Linked DNA regions of Sus scrofa: regions 1, 2 and 4 are each linked to region 3. The links are chromatin contacts, called in public HiChIP or PLAC-seq and promoter capture Hi-C maps. All regions are on one chromosome and are shown on one strand. The core of a region is the stretch at or near the end of the contact, and the rest is flanking DNA. Distances in the headings are between cores, read along the strand shown.

Region 1 (2,999 bases), core at 100-2,599, 380 kb after region 3:
TTTGTTTGGCCTTGCCCACTGTGTGCATAAGTTCTTCCGCCAGGGATCCAACGCTTGCCACAGCAGCGACCCAAACCCCAGCAGTGACAACCCCGGATCCTTAACCTGTTGAGCCACTAGGAACTCCAATGTTTGTATTTTCATTTCGCACAGGCATTCTATCTTTCTAACTACATTGTAATAAGCCACAGAATCCTGTTCACAATTTTTCCTTAAATCGCTTTTTGGTGGTCAGATGTTCCAATAAATATTAATGTGACTTAATTCTCCCTGCCTTGGTCTGGTGATGCCTCAAATTTCATTGTCATGATCCGTTCCCTGGGTTTAGCCGAGATATGGTTACTAATCGTCAAGTAAAGAGATTAAAATTATAACACCAGCATGCAACACTTTAAAGTAGGTTTTAGGCGGGAAGTTACCCTTTTTCTACAGCAAATAAGAAATTAAAAGTTCTTTCCGAGGGGGTCGAGTTTCTAGCTGGGACTGGGAAAGTGAAGGGGGCAGGAATGTAGCTGCATTCTCCGGAGTTCACCGGAGGCTTTTGGGAGCGTCTCAGAACGATCCTCTGTCCGGGTCTGGCAGCCTAGGGCGTGGCTTCCGGCACAGCCCCCCCGAGCAGTTGTCATTGGGATCAATTTCAGGACTTTCTAGAGCCGTCTTAGGAGTTTCATGTTTCCGGGGGTCCCTGCCCTGAGGTGGCTTCCCTCTGGTGCTGGCACTGCCCTGCCCCCGGGTCGCCTGAGTCGGCTCCCTCCGCGGTACTCTCTGGCTCTTTTCTGCGTCAGTTTCCCCAGGGAGCAGGAGGGGGATTAATTTGGGGGCCTCCGAGCCCTCGTCTCCGAGCTGGGAAGGGGAGACCCGGGAAGGAGGCTCTGTGAGTTCGGGTTCGGCAGACGGCACCCGGGGCTTTGGACCCGGGACACTTCGCGACGGAACAGCCCTCCGCTCCGAGCCTGCGGCTGCCGTCCAGCCACGCCGCGCGGAGGTGCCTCGGGCTCCCCGCCCCCGACCCAGCGCTCCCGCGCTCCCTCTAGCGGCCGCCGCGTGGCCTCGCTCCGTCCCAGGCTCGTCGGCGGCGCAGCTCACGTGACCGCGCTCCGGGCCTGCGGCCGCTGTCGGTTCCCCCAGTCACCGAGCGAGAGGGAAGAAACAAGATGGCGGCTGAAGGCGATCCGGAGCGGGGCCCCAGCAATTCGGATTGAGCCTTCTCCCTCCACCCGCTTCCGCCGGCCGGGCCCCTCCCGCCCGGCCCCGCAGGCCTCCCCGCCCGGCCCCGGCAACCCCCACCGCCGCCCCTCCGCCCGCCCCTCCCCCTCCGCTTTCCCTTCTCCCCCCGCCTCGGCTCCGACATGAGGGGCCGGCGGGGCAGGCCGCCCAAGCAGCCCGCGGCTCCCGCTGCGGAGCGCTGCGCCCCGGCCCCGGCCCCGCCGCCGCCGCCGCCCACGTCCGGACCCATCGGGGGGCTCCGCTCGCGCCACCGCGGCAGCAGCCGGGGCAGGTGGGCCGCCGCCCAGGCTGAGGTGGCGCCCAAGACGCGGCTGAGCTCGCCCAGGGGGGGCAGCAGTAGCCGGAGGAAGCCGCCGCCGCCGCCGCCGCCGCCGCCGCCGGCCCCCCCAGCACCAGCGCCCCGGGCCGGGGGGGCGAGGAGGCGGGGGCGGCAGGGCGGGGGCGGGGGCGGCGGCGGCGGCCACCTGGCCCGGACCACCACGGCCCGGAGGGCCGTCAACAAAGTGGTGTACGATGACCACGAGAGCGAAGAGGAGGAGGAGGAGGAGGAGGACATGGTCTCCGAGGAGGAGGAGGAGGACGACGGCGACGCCGAGGAGACCCAGGATTCCGAGGACGACGAGGAAGATGAGATGGAGGAGGACGACGATGACTCCGATTATCCGGAGGAGATGGAAGACGACGACGACGACGCCAGTTACTGCACGGAAAGCAGCTTCAGGAGCCATAGCACCTATAGCAGCACTCCAGGTACCCACCCAGCCCAGTTGCTGCAGACTCCTTCCCCACCTCCTCCCCCTCCCCCTCGCTCACTCCCTCTGTGGTCTCCCCCCACCCCCACCTCCCCCCCAAACAGAAGGGAAATGCGACGGCACTTCAAGTGGCAAAAAACTAGATTTACAAGAGGAAAGAGGCGCATTGTTCAAAATGGAGATTGCATTGTTGCAGTTCGCAGGCCACACACTACCCTCTCTCTCTCTCTCTCCCCCCAGCCCCCTCTTTCCTCTTAAAAATTTGTGCCAGTGCAGTGTCTCCACCGGGCAGGATTGAAACTTTGGCACACACATATCCATTGCATTCATTTTTCCCCCCTTGTTTTGGTTTGGTTTTTTGGAATGAAAGAAGCTTCTTGTTTTGCAAACCTCTTTGCATTTCTAATGTGGTTTCTTTTAGATTTTTATTCTATATCTGTTCCTTAAAAAGGAATTGCGAATTTAGACAGATTGTGGCATACAAACACACACAAGACATGCTTCTCTTCGCACCCCGAGCTGTGTGGTTTTAAAAGTGTGTTAAGGAAATGGATCAGTTGGCTTAGTAGGACCTTATCTGGTCCTGTGTGTTTGTTTTTATTCTTGAGTGCTAGTGGGCTCGTGCAACAGTTGCTGGTCAATGGCTGATTAAAAAGCAAAGCAGAAAACCAAAGCACATTTGGTATTTCATCTGATTCAAAATCGCTTTGGTAAAATGCAAAATAAGAGACCGCAGGAACATGCGTCTTAACTCATTTGATCCCTTTGCCTGAGAAATGCAGTTTCCTGTCACCTGTTGCAGAAGACGTATAGTTGATCATGCAGACGTAATTGTTGGAGATGAACTTTTGGACCAACTTCCAAGTCATACAGCCTTCCAAGTCATGTAGGGAGATTTATGGAAAAATGATTTTTTTTCTTTTCATTCTGTTTCTGGGCATAATAGTCCTTCCTAGACCTGTAATGAATTCCTCCATGGTGACTCTTCTCCTGTTTTCTCACAGCATTTCTCTAGGCTGG
Region 2 (2,965 bases), core at 106-2,605, 280 kb after region 3:
GGATCTTCTAACCATGCTCTTAGGAGATCTCAGGCTACGGCACTGTCCACGTGCTAACACTTCCTACCCACCTAGCTCACTTGACAAGAATCACCCCTCAATAACTTCCACTCTTCTCAGTTCTAAGACTCTTTTGACTTAACGCCCTTGTATTCACTCTCCCTTTGGCTGGTTGAGCTAACTTTATGATTGACTCCGCATAAAGTTAGTGAATCCCCTGCTTTGACACCTCTCTCTGGCTTCTGCTAAGCTGCCATCTTTCCCTAAAGTCTCCCCCCATTGAAAGTTTGCCTTTAATAACAGAAGTTGCCAACGTCTTGACCTTCTTTCAGATATGACAATGGATGATGTTCGGGAATACGAGAAAAACATGCATGAACAAACCAACATAAAAGTTTGCAATCAGCATTCCTCCACTGTGGATCACATAGAGAGCCAGACCCAAACAAGTGTATGTAGAATTTTTGAAACATGTTGCCCACCTTTGACCAAACGTACACGTAAACAGATCTTTGAAGTGACTTCAAACGCTCACGTCTCAAACGTCCACAAAAAAAGCATCGTCTCCCAGAGGCCATAGGTTAAAAAAAACCTCAGCAGGGTCTCCATTGGACAGTGTTAGCTCTTGCTTCCAGACATTTCCATTCTTTAAAGCTGCTTGACGTGGGGGGTTGTTTGGGTCAGGAAACCAAGAACACAGAGAGTGGAAACATTTTGTGGCCTGCGCCACAAAAGAACAGAGGGGTAAAAGCGGATGTCGTGTGAAAACTAAAACATCAATGCCAGTAACTTTTGAAGGCACAGCAAGCACTCCGTCATTCATGTAAGGGAGGGCTGTGGCTCATCTGGTATTTTAGGTTTCTTTACATTTGCTTTGAACTGCTCTCTATGGCTCTTTATGGCTGTCTTAATCCAACCAGTTTCTTGGGACTTGGGTTCATGTCCAGATGGGGCTGCTGTCCAAGTGCCCACTGGCAGAGCAGTGAAGGTGTGGTGAGGAGGAGCCAGATGAGATCCAGCCTGGGACTTAAGCCTGGGAGAGCCTGACATTATTTAGTGGCACAGGGGTGATGAAGAGCTGACTGTGTGGTGTACGCTGGCATCTTAACTAGAGTTCTGTCTCAGTCATTCATTCCCATGAAGATGAGTTACAAAGAAAAACGTTATCCCCAAGTCATTGATATGCATCTTTGGCCAGAGCTGTGATGTCTTTGGGTGCTAGCTTGAGCCCGCATGTCTGTTAATACCTAGTAGAGACTTAAGAAATTGACCACGTGGTTATAGAATGTTGAGAGGTGGCTGTCGTTGTAAGCGCTTTAGAATTGTGGAGACCTCTGGTTGCACGTGGGAAATGTCTAGTGGACTTTGGAGTGCATGTCTTTGGAATCTGCCTTGTAAGGCTCATGCGCTGCCGTAGACTGCATGTGACTGCCCTTGAGGTTGAAATGCCCCTGACTCTTCCTTCCCGTTTTGCATGCCATGGTTGGATTTGCAGAAAGCTGTTTGGACCAGACTTAACTGAGAAGTTCCTCTGTAGGCACCGACCAGTTCCAAGAGAACACCCCCCTTCCTCTTGCCCTGTTCTGAAGTTAGAAATGCTCAGTAAGGAGACTGTCCTTGAATTTCCATCACTTTGAATGACCTTTTCTTTAGGAATGCTAGACACCGTTTCCCCCCCTCAGCCGAGCTCTGAAAGCTACTCACTCTGTAAGCACAAGACAAAGGAAGCCAGGGAAAGAGGAAGATGCCTCATGGCCAAAGGATGTGACGCAGTGCTTTCCTCATTCTGAGTTCTTATGGCTTACAGCTTGAGGCTCTTTGGTTTTCTTTCTGTTTCACTGTGATTATTACTATTAGAAAGTCTACTGTGTAGAGATACCTGGGATGGGTCTGCCCGTGGGAAAGCCTGTGCGTTCTCTGGCTGCAACGCACAGTCCTTCCCATAACTTCAGAGACGTCTGTCTCCTCAGGAATTACACGAAGTGGTTATCTTTGAATGCTTACCACATGTCTCTTATTCTTTGGAATTCCATCAAATTGGGCATCATTTCTTTCTCCGTATTTTTCTTCTCTATCGTAATGGAAAACTTGAAATCAAAAGGCTGCTGCCCATAACAAGTAAAAACGGCATGGATGCTCGGTAAGTTTAAATCATCCACCTGCGTAGAGATAAACTAGATTGAAATTAGGCAAAATGAACATCCATGGCCACAGCAGTAAGGAAATAACAGTCTCCTTTTCAACTGAGCGGCTTCAATACTTTGAAGGAAGAGAACTTCTAAGAGACTGTGAACCAGAGTGTAGAATCCGAATTCTCTTCCTTGGGTGATTTCTGCCCCCTGCTGGATGTTTGGAGTAGAGCACTATATTCAGCCACTTGCATGGAAAACCTGGTTTTTCAAAGATGATATCCATTTATTATAACAGAAACACAGCTAAATTTTTTCGGAGTCCAAAATTTGTTTTGAAATACCTCTTTTTGAAAAAACTTAAATCTCATTTCTTAGCTTATTTAACAGTCTTGGTATTTTTTTTAAGTGGTAAGGTTACAGGTCAAGTACTTCCTGCTATATTCTGAGTTTTATATTCTATCAACAGTCATGATTTTTTATTCCCTTTGTAAAAAACGTTTCCCTTTCAGAAAGTTTTAATAACCATTCCCAGGAAATCCTCTTAAGGATTTTTGCTTTTCAAACAATATTTCTGGTTTGCTCATATGTTGTGATATGAACATACATAATTATGTATATGTCTTTATTATTAATACCGTGTTATGAGTATTTACTCCATAGTTAATATTTCCAAAGTGGCTGTGTTGCTTCCTACTAGTTTATGCACCATCCTCTACTGAAGGTTCCCCTGGGAGAGGACAGGAATGAAAAATGGGTGTCTGGGAAGCTGAAACAGATGAAGAGTTCCATGGGGCAGCCAATTTCATCTTTTACTCAAGGGCAAGCTTTAGGCC
Region 3 (3,074 bases), core at 241-2,740:
CATCTTTCCCTATGCTGGTCTTTTGTAATGCCCCACTAAATTCTTTTTCTGGAAAAAAGAAAAGCATTAAAATAGTTCTTTCGAAGAATTCAATGTGAAGTATTACTTGACACCCCTCCTGACCCTAAACATATTATGTTTTAATGTACTGAGGTAGTAAGCTCCTTTAGAGACCAAAAAAAAAAAAAAAAAAAAAAAAACAAACAAAAAAAAACCCTATTAGTGAAAGCATCCCAAATGAACAGCAATAAATGTTTGTGGCTGGATTGATGAAGGAATTTAATGAGGCCTCAGCAGAATCCTTAACAACATCCCATGATGGAACTGATTCAACAACCATCCAAACCTTAGTCAGGCAAACCTAGATTTAAATCCCTGGTTCTATCTATTACTAACTGTTCTGACGGACAAACAATTCTGAGTCTTGGTTTCTTTACCTATAAAATGACCCACAAAGTTGCCTGACACAGCAGGGGGCATGATAAATGTTTGGATTAAGTAAAATTTCTTTTTCATGGGAAATAAGCAGTTGGGCTAAACTACTGTCCATGACCCCCGCTCCTGTGACTCTGCACTTTCGTGCTTATTTGTCTATTTCCCGCAGGTCCTGCTCCGCGGATGACTCCTCCCCATCCCAATCTTACTCACTCCTCAAGCCCTAATACAAACGTCAGCTTCTCTGTAAAACTCTCCCTTATCCCATCTCTAAGAACAAACAGCTTCCTCCTGTGTTTCAGTAACACTTTTATATTTGTACAGCACTCACCACCATGCGTGACTTGTCTACCTCCTTGCCTACATGAACTCCTTAAGGACAGGGATCCTGTGTTAATCACCTTCGTCCTATCACTTTCCTGTCCCTTCTTCTGGCCAAAGGCCAAGCACTTCGCCACGATCCATAAGCAACAAGAGAAATTGATCCGGCAAGAGCAACGAATCTAAACCTTCTGATCTAGCGTGAATGCTGAAATGGCCTTAACCCCCGAGAAACTACTAAAGTAAACGTGAAACAAAATCCAAGAAAAGGCAAAAAGTACTATGAAGTCTCATCCCCCTCCAGGAATTGAAGTGACCATCGGTCTTGGGGAAGGTCTGGGAAGCTGTAAGCCCTAACGTACTCTGGGTGCGGGATCTCCCTATTCAGGCAGACCTGGGATCTCCTACTTCTGCAGGCAATAGGGGGATGAGCACTCCAGCCCGCAGGCCCCCAGAGGCCTAAGCAAGCTCCGCGCCGTGACTCAGCCCCTGGCGCCCGCCAAGAAGCAGCCGGCCTCCCCTTACCTTGGCCAGCTTCTCGCACTCGGGCAGCCGCTGATCCACTGTGGCGCTGTAGTCCACCTCCATCTTCACGATGCGCCCATCAGCCCGCTCCGAGCCGCCGTCCGCCATGGTCCTCGCCTAAGCGTCCCTTGCTGTCCCCCTGCTTCGGCCACCACTCGTCAGCCACACCGGAAGCCGCCGGCGCACCCGCTCAGGCAGTGCCTGGGCAGCCCGCGCGAAGGACCCCCACGAGGACCCCTGCGCCGGGCGCCAGGCAGGCACTGCCGCAGACAGCCCTGAGGGCGGAGCTAGGAGCGGGCTCCGCCCCGCCCGCCAAGTCCGGTTTTCGTCTGGTGACAGACTTCTCTAAATTTGCGGTGAGGAAAGCGAGTGTTATCAAATAGGCTGTCGTATATATCTTCTCACACCTCTGCTTTGAAATATTGCGATTTCTCGGAACCATGGGCGAGTCACTGAACTTTTCTTGGATTTCGGTTTTCTCGCGGCTCCAGGAGCAGGCTGAAAGAAACCCCGAAGAAAAAAGTTCTCAGGTTTCTTCTGGTTGAGAGTCTTGGTGGCTTCATCTGTGAAATCTCCTCAAGCTCATAAGAAAAGCCATGGCAGTGGTTCGGTAGTGCAATAGGTAAATATTATGTTGATAAGAATCTTTACAAAAGACTATTTTTGCTTTTTCCCTGAAAGACCTTTTTGAGCATCAAACGAGATTTTGTATAGGAACCTATTTCCAATTCTTAAGAACCATACAAGTTTTTTTCATTACTACCCACACCATCTAGGTCCCTTTTAAAAAAGCTTAAGACCTTGAAAGTGAGAAGGAGGTTGTGTGTGGTGTGGTCCAGGTGTCAACAGTAGCCTGGGAAGCAAATGGAAATCTTAGTGTGGTCTGCCCGTTATGTTAGTGGTTCTCAGTTTAATTAGCCTCAAGCTCCCTTTATAAGTGCTGAATAGACCTTAAAAACAAACAAACAAAAAAACTGTTCTGTAATGAAAATCATGGTAATATAACCCATCTACACACATAATTAAAAAAATAGTCCTAGATCTAATGTAAAGGAGAAAGATTGCAAAATACCAAAATAATATATTTCAAAATATAAAGGCTAGGAGTTCATAGTGGCACAGTGGTTAGCGAATCCGACTAGGAACCATGAGGTTGCAGGTTCGATCCCTGGCCTTGCTCAGTGGGTTAAGGATCTGGCGTTGCTGTGAGCTGTGGTGTGGGTCACAGACGTGGCTCGGATCCCACGTTGCTGTGGCTGTGGTGTAGGCCGGTGGTTACAGCTCTGATTAGACCCCTAGCCTGGGAACCTCCATATGCCGTGGGAGCAGCCCTAGGAAAGGCAAAAAGACAAAAACAAAACAAAACAAAACAAAACAAAAAACAAAATATAAAGGCTAAAACATGTCTGCAGTAGAAATACAAAGAAGTAGTCATTTGCTCGTATGCATATCCACTACCTTAACTATAAATGCAAAAGTTACAGCTGCCACGGGTGTATTCTGTTGATTACTTGAAGCATGAGGGTAGAATGATTTTTCCAACATGTTATACCACTGACCACATCAAAGTATAATCATCCATTGCTTTTCACATGAAGAATTCTTAGACTTTTTTGTTCGTTTGTTTGTTTTTAAGGGCCGCACCTGTGGCATATTGAAGTTCCCAGGCTAGGGGTAGAAGTGGAGTCATAGCCACCAACCTATGCCACAGCCACAGCAACGCCAGATCTGAGCTGCCATCTTCCACCTACATCACAGCTCAGGGCAACTCTGGATTCTTAACCCACTGAGCG
Region 4 (2,831 bases), core at 90-2,589, 310 kb after region 3:
GACATTTGATCCAGTCTCAGAGAGTCAGAGAAGACTTCCTGGAGAAGGATGTGTCTAGGCTAGCATCCTAAACATGGACAGTGGGTGCTAAACACGATTCCCCAGACAGGCTGATTGTGCCGGGAGGAAAAGAAAGGTTTCATAGAGGCCAGGATGTCTAGGCTGAATCTCACAGTATTTCTTTTCCAAATAAAGGAGCCACAAATTTAAAGCCAAACGCCTTAGATACTTTGAAAAATAAGATCTCGGAGTTTCCGTAGTGGCGCAGTGGTTAATGAATCCGACTAGGAACCATGAGGTTGCGCGGGTTCGATCCCTGCCCTTGCTCAGTGGGTTAAGTCCGGCGTTGCCGTGAGCTGTGGTGTAGGTTGCAGACATGGCTCGGATCCGAGTTGCTCTGGCTGTGGTGTAGGCCGGTGGCTACAGCTCCGATTAGACCCCTAGCCTGGGAATCTCCATATGCCGCGGAAGCGGCCCTAGAAAAGGCAAAAAAGACAAAAAAAAAGAAAAAGAAGACCTGTTATCCTTATTAAGAATTTACGGTAGCTACGTACTTCTTTCATAATAGCTGCATAGCCTTTCTCCTGTGTTGTAATGCTTGTGGCCTGGTAATCGCCTATTTAGATGTTTCCTCCCTAAGAACATGCACGATTTATCTTTTCTGAGTTTTGACAGTATTGACTGCGTTAGTCACGTTTATCTCAAAAACCTCCCAAGGAAATGGCTTTGCCAAAAATTGCCCAGGGGGACCTTAGACGTCATCCGCTTCCTGGGACAAGTCTGAATTTCCTAAAAGCTGGAGAGATGTCCCCGCCGGTGCTCAGAGAACCGGGAGAGAAAACCTGGGAGGCCCGAAAGGCCGCAGAGACTAGATCTTTGCGGCGGGTTCTGAGAAGCAGGGGGGATTAGGCATTTCAGTTCAGCACGTTAAGAGTTAATCTGAAGAGAGAAATATTTTTCCCTTGGGACATTATTCCAAGAAGCTGTGGAAGGAATTCCTAGAGAGTTCGCTTCAAGTGAAAACATTGAGTTTATTTATATCCCGCCACTTGCCACACCCACCCCTCAGCCTCTCAAATTCGTAGCTGAAAAAGGCTCAGCGGCGATACCACCCAACAGGTAAGGTTTCCCCTGCCACCCACCCTTTCCCCACAGAGCGGTGCATCCGGGACTCGGGACTCTGGCCTGGGAGGCGGAGTCTAGACGCAAGTTCCAGGCCCCGCCCACCCGACGTCGACCGCAGCGCCACTAGCGATCTCTGCCCGCCAGAGGTCGCAGACTCCGCAAGCAGGTTTCTCACTTAGTGCCAGTCGGCCTCCTAGTTCTCGCGAGAGAAAGCGCGAAGCCTGCCGGGAGGGCTGCGCGGCCGTGCGTAAGTTGGGCCAAAATGGCAGCCCTGGAGGAGGGATTCACGTTGACTGCGGTACCCCTGGGTTCTGGGCCTGACGGACCCCTAGGAGTGGAGCAGAGCGACAAAACAGACCAATTTCTAGTGACGGACAGCGGCAGGACGGTCATTCTCTATAAGGTGAGAGCGATAGTCTTGGAACGCCCTCGTTGCCGTTTCGCCCCTTTCTGAGCGCGAAGTCGTAACCACGGGTTTCTCACAGCTTCGGGGACATCGTTCAGCAGACTTAGTGGAGAGGCGGCATGGCCTCTTCGGGACGCTGAGTGAGGTTAGAATCTGACTCGATTGTTTCCCCGAAGAGCAAGGCATATCTCCGAGTTGCAGGCGGCAGAGCATCTTAAGTGCACGTGGGCTAGACTAGGAAAGGAAAGGAAACCTGTGCTTTCAGATAGCCTTGCTAAGATCCCCTCCTGGGGTCTCTGTCTACCCAGGCCTCCCGCAGAAGGGTTGAACAGAGATTGGTTGGGTGGGAGATGTCATTGATGTTAGTTTCGCATTCTGTCCATAACATTTCCTACCACTCGTTAGGCGGGAAAAAAGGTTTTGTAGGTGTCTTCTTTTTCTCTTTCTTTTTTTGTTTTTGTTTTTGTTTTTCGTTTTCTTGGCAGCTTGGTAGGAATTTTAAATCCGAGTGACCGGTCTGTTGACAGCTGTGGTTCACCCTGTGAAATCTGGAGTTGTGTCCCTTGAAATCTACACACCCCGCCCCCTTTTCAGTCTAACGACGGACTACGACACCTTAAACTTTGCTTGTAGTAGGCTTGTAGAAAGTATTTTTATGTGAGCTGCTGAACTTAGTTTAACGGGAGTTTTTGTTTTTGGATTTTTTTGGTTTTGGGGTGGTTTTGTTGGGGGTTCTTTTTGGTTTTGGGGGGTTTTTGGTTTGTTTTTGTTTTTGTCTTTTTAGGACTGTACCTGCGGCACGTGATAAGTTCCCAGGCTAGGTGAGCAGCAGCAGGGGATCTGCGAGACCCACACCACGGCTCCAGGATCCTTACCCCACTGAGTGAGATCAAGGATCAGAACCATTCTTGTTTGTTACCGCTGAGCCACAACGGGAACTCCAGGTTTCTGTATCTTTAAGAAGCTAGCAATCTCAGCAGTCGCTAATCGTCAGGGAAATGCAAACCAAAACTATAATGAGATATCACCACACACCTCTCAGAATGTCCATCATCAAAAAGAACACAAATAGCAAATATTGGTAAGGACGTGGAGGAAAGGGAACTCTCATACACTGTTGGTGGGAATGTAAATTCGTGCAGACACCATGGAAGACAGTATGGAGCTTTCTCAAAAAACTAAAAATAGAACTTCCATTAAGTCCCAGCAGTTTAACTCCTGGGTGCATATTTGAAAAAAAAATAGAAACGTTAATTCGAAAAGATACCGGAGTTCCTGTTGTGGCTCAGTAGTAATGAAC

The links. Promoter capture Hi-C pulls out the DNA fragments that hold promoters and counts their contacts. HiChIP or PLAC-seq counts read pairs in DNA pulled down with a chosen protein or histone mark.
Region 1: an H3K27ac HiChIP or PLAC-seq map of alveolar macrophages shows a contact between it and region 3. The contact joins the promoter of BPTF here to the promoter of PSMD12 in region 3. A contact is called at or near these places in 1 of 5 promoter capture datasets (fetal liver), 3 of 47 Hi-C or Micro-C datasets (embryonic fibroblasts, omental adipose tissue and skeletal muscle) and 2 of 2 datasets of contacts at active chromatin or transcription factors (alveolar macrophages and skeletal muscle).
Region 2: a contact with region 3 is called in an H3K27ac HiChIP or PLAC-seq map of alveolar macrophages. The contact joins the enhancer-like site here to the promoter of PSMD12 in region 3. A contact is called at or near these places in 5 of 5 promoter capture datasets (fetal liver, fetal skeletal muscle, liver and 1 more), 32 of 47 Hi-C or Micro-C datasets (adipose tissue, alveolar macrophages, blood and 15 more) and 2 of 2 datasets of contacts at active chromatin or transcription factors (alveolar macrophages and skeletal muscle).
Region 4: a promoter capture Hi-C map of liver shows a contact between it and region 3, with 6 times the contacts expected there. The contact joins the promoter of NOL11 here to the promoter of PSMD12 in region 3. A contact is called at or near these places in 1 of 5 promoter capture datasets (liver), 3 of 47 Hi-C or Micro-C datasets (fetal liver and liver) and 2 of 2 datasets of contacts at active chromatin or transcription factors (alveolar macrophages and skeletal muscle).

The regions. Positions count from the first base shown.
Region 1 is chr12:14,111,594-14,114,592 of Sscrofa11.1, forward strand. It overlaps BPTF (nucleosome-remodeling factor subunit BPTF), which reads left to right and starts at 1,350. Exons shown (of 31, transcript XM_021068118.1): 1 at 1,350-1,977. The coding sequence starts at 1,350.
Region 2 is chr12:14,010,601-14,013,565 of Sscrofa11.1, forward strand. The region is part of intron 8 of PITPNC1 (phosphatidylinositol transfer protein, cytoplasmic 1); the gene reads left to right. Among named protein-coding and RNA genes, the nearest start is that of NOL11, 24 kb to the right of the region's middle. Within about 2 kb of position 1,356, at least 25 of the 83 cell types and tissues checked have an H3K27ac peak or open chromatin away from gene starts, as enhancers often do. A contact at or near this core is called in adipose tissue, alveolar macrophages, liver and 3 more, where this site is marked.
Region 3 is chr12:13,728,582-13,731,655 of Sscrofa11.1, forward strand. It overlaps PSMD12 (26S proteasome non-ATPase regulatory subunit 12), which reads right to left and starts at 1,491. Exons shown (of 11, transcript XM_003482961.3): 1 at 1,282-1,491. The coding sequence starts at 1,389.
Region 4 is chr12:14,034,310-14,037,140 of Sscrofa11.1, forward strand. NOL11 (nucleolar protein 11) reads left to right here and starts at 1,340. Exons shown (of 18, transcript XM_003131277.5): 1 at 1,340-1,528. The coding sequence starts at 1,388.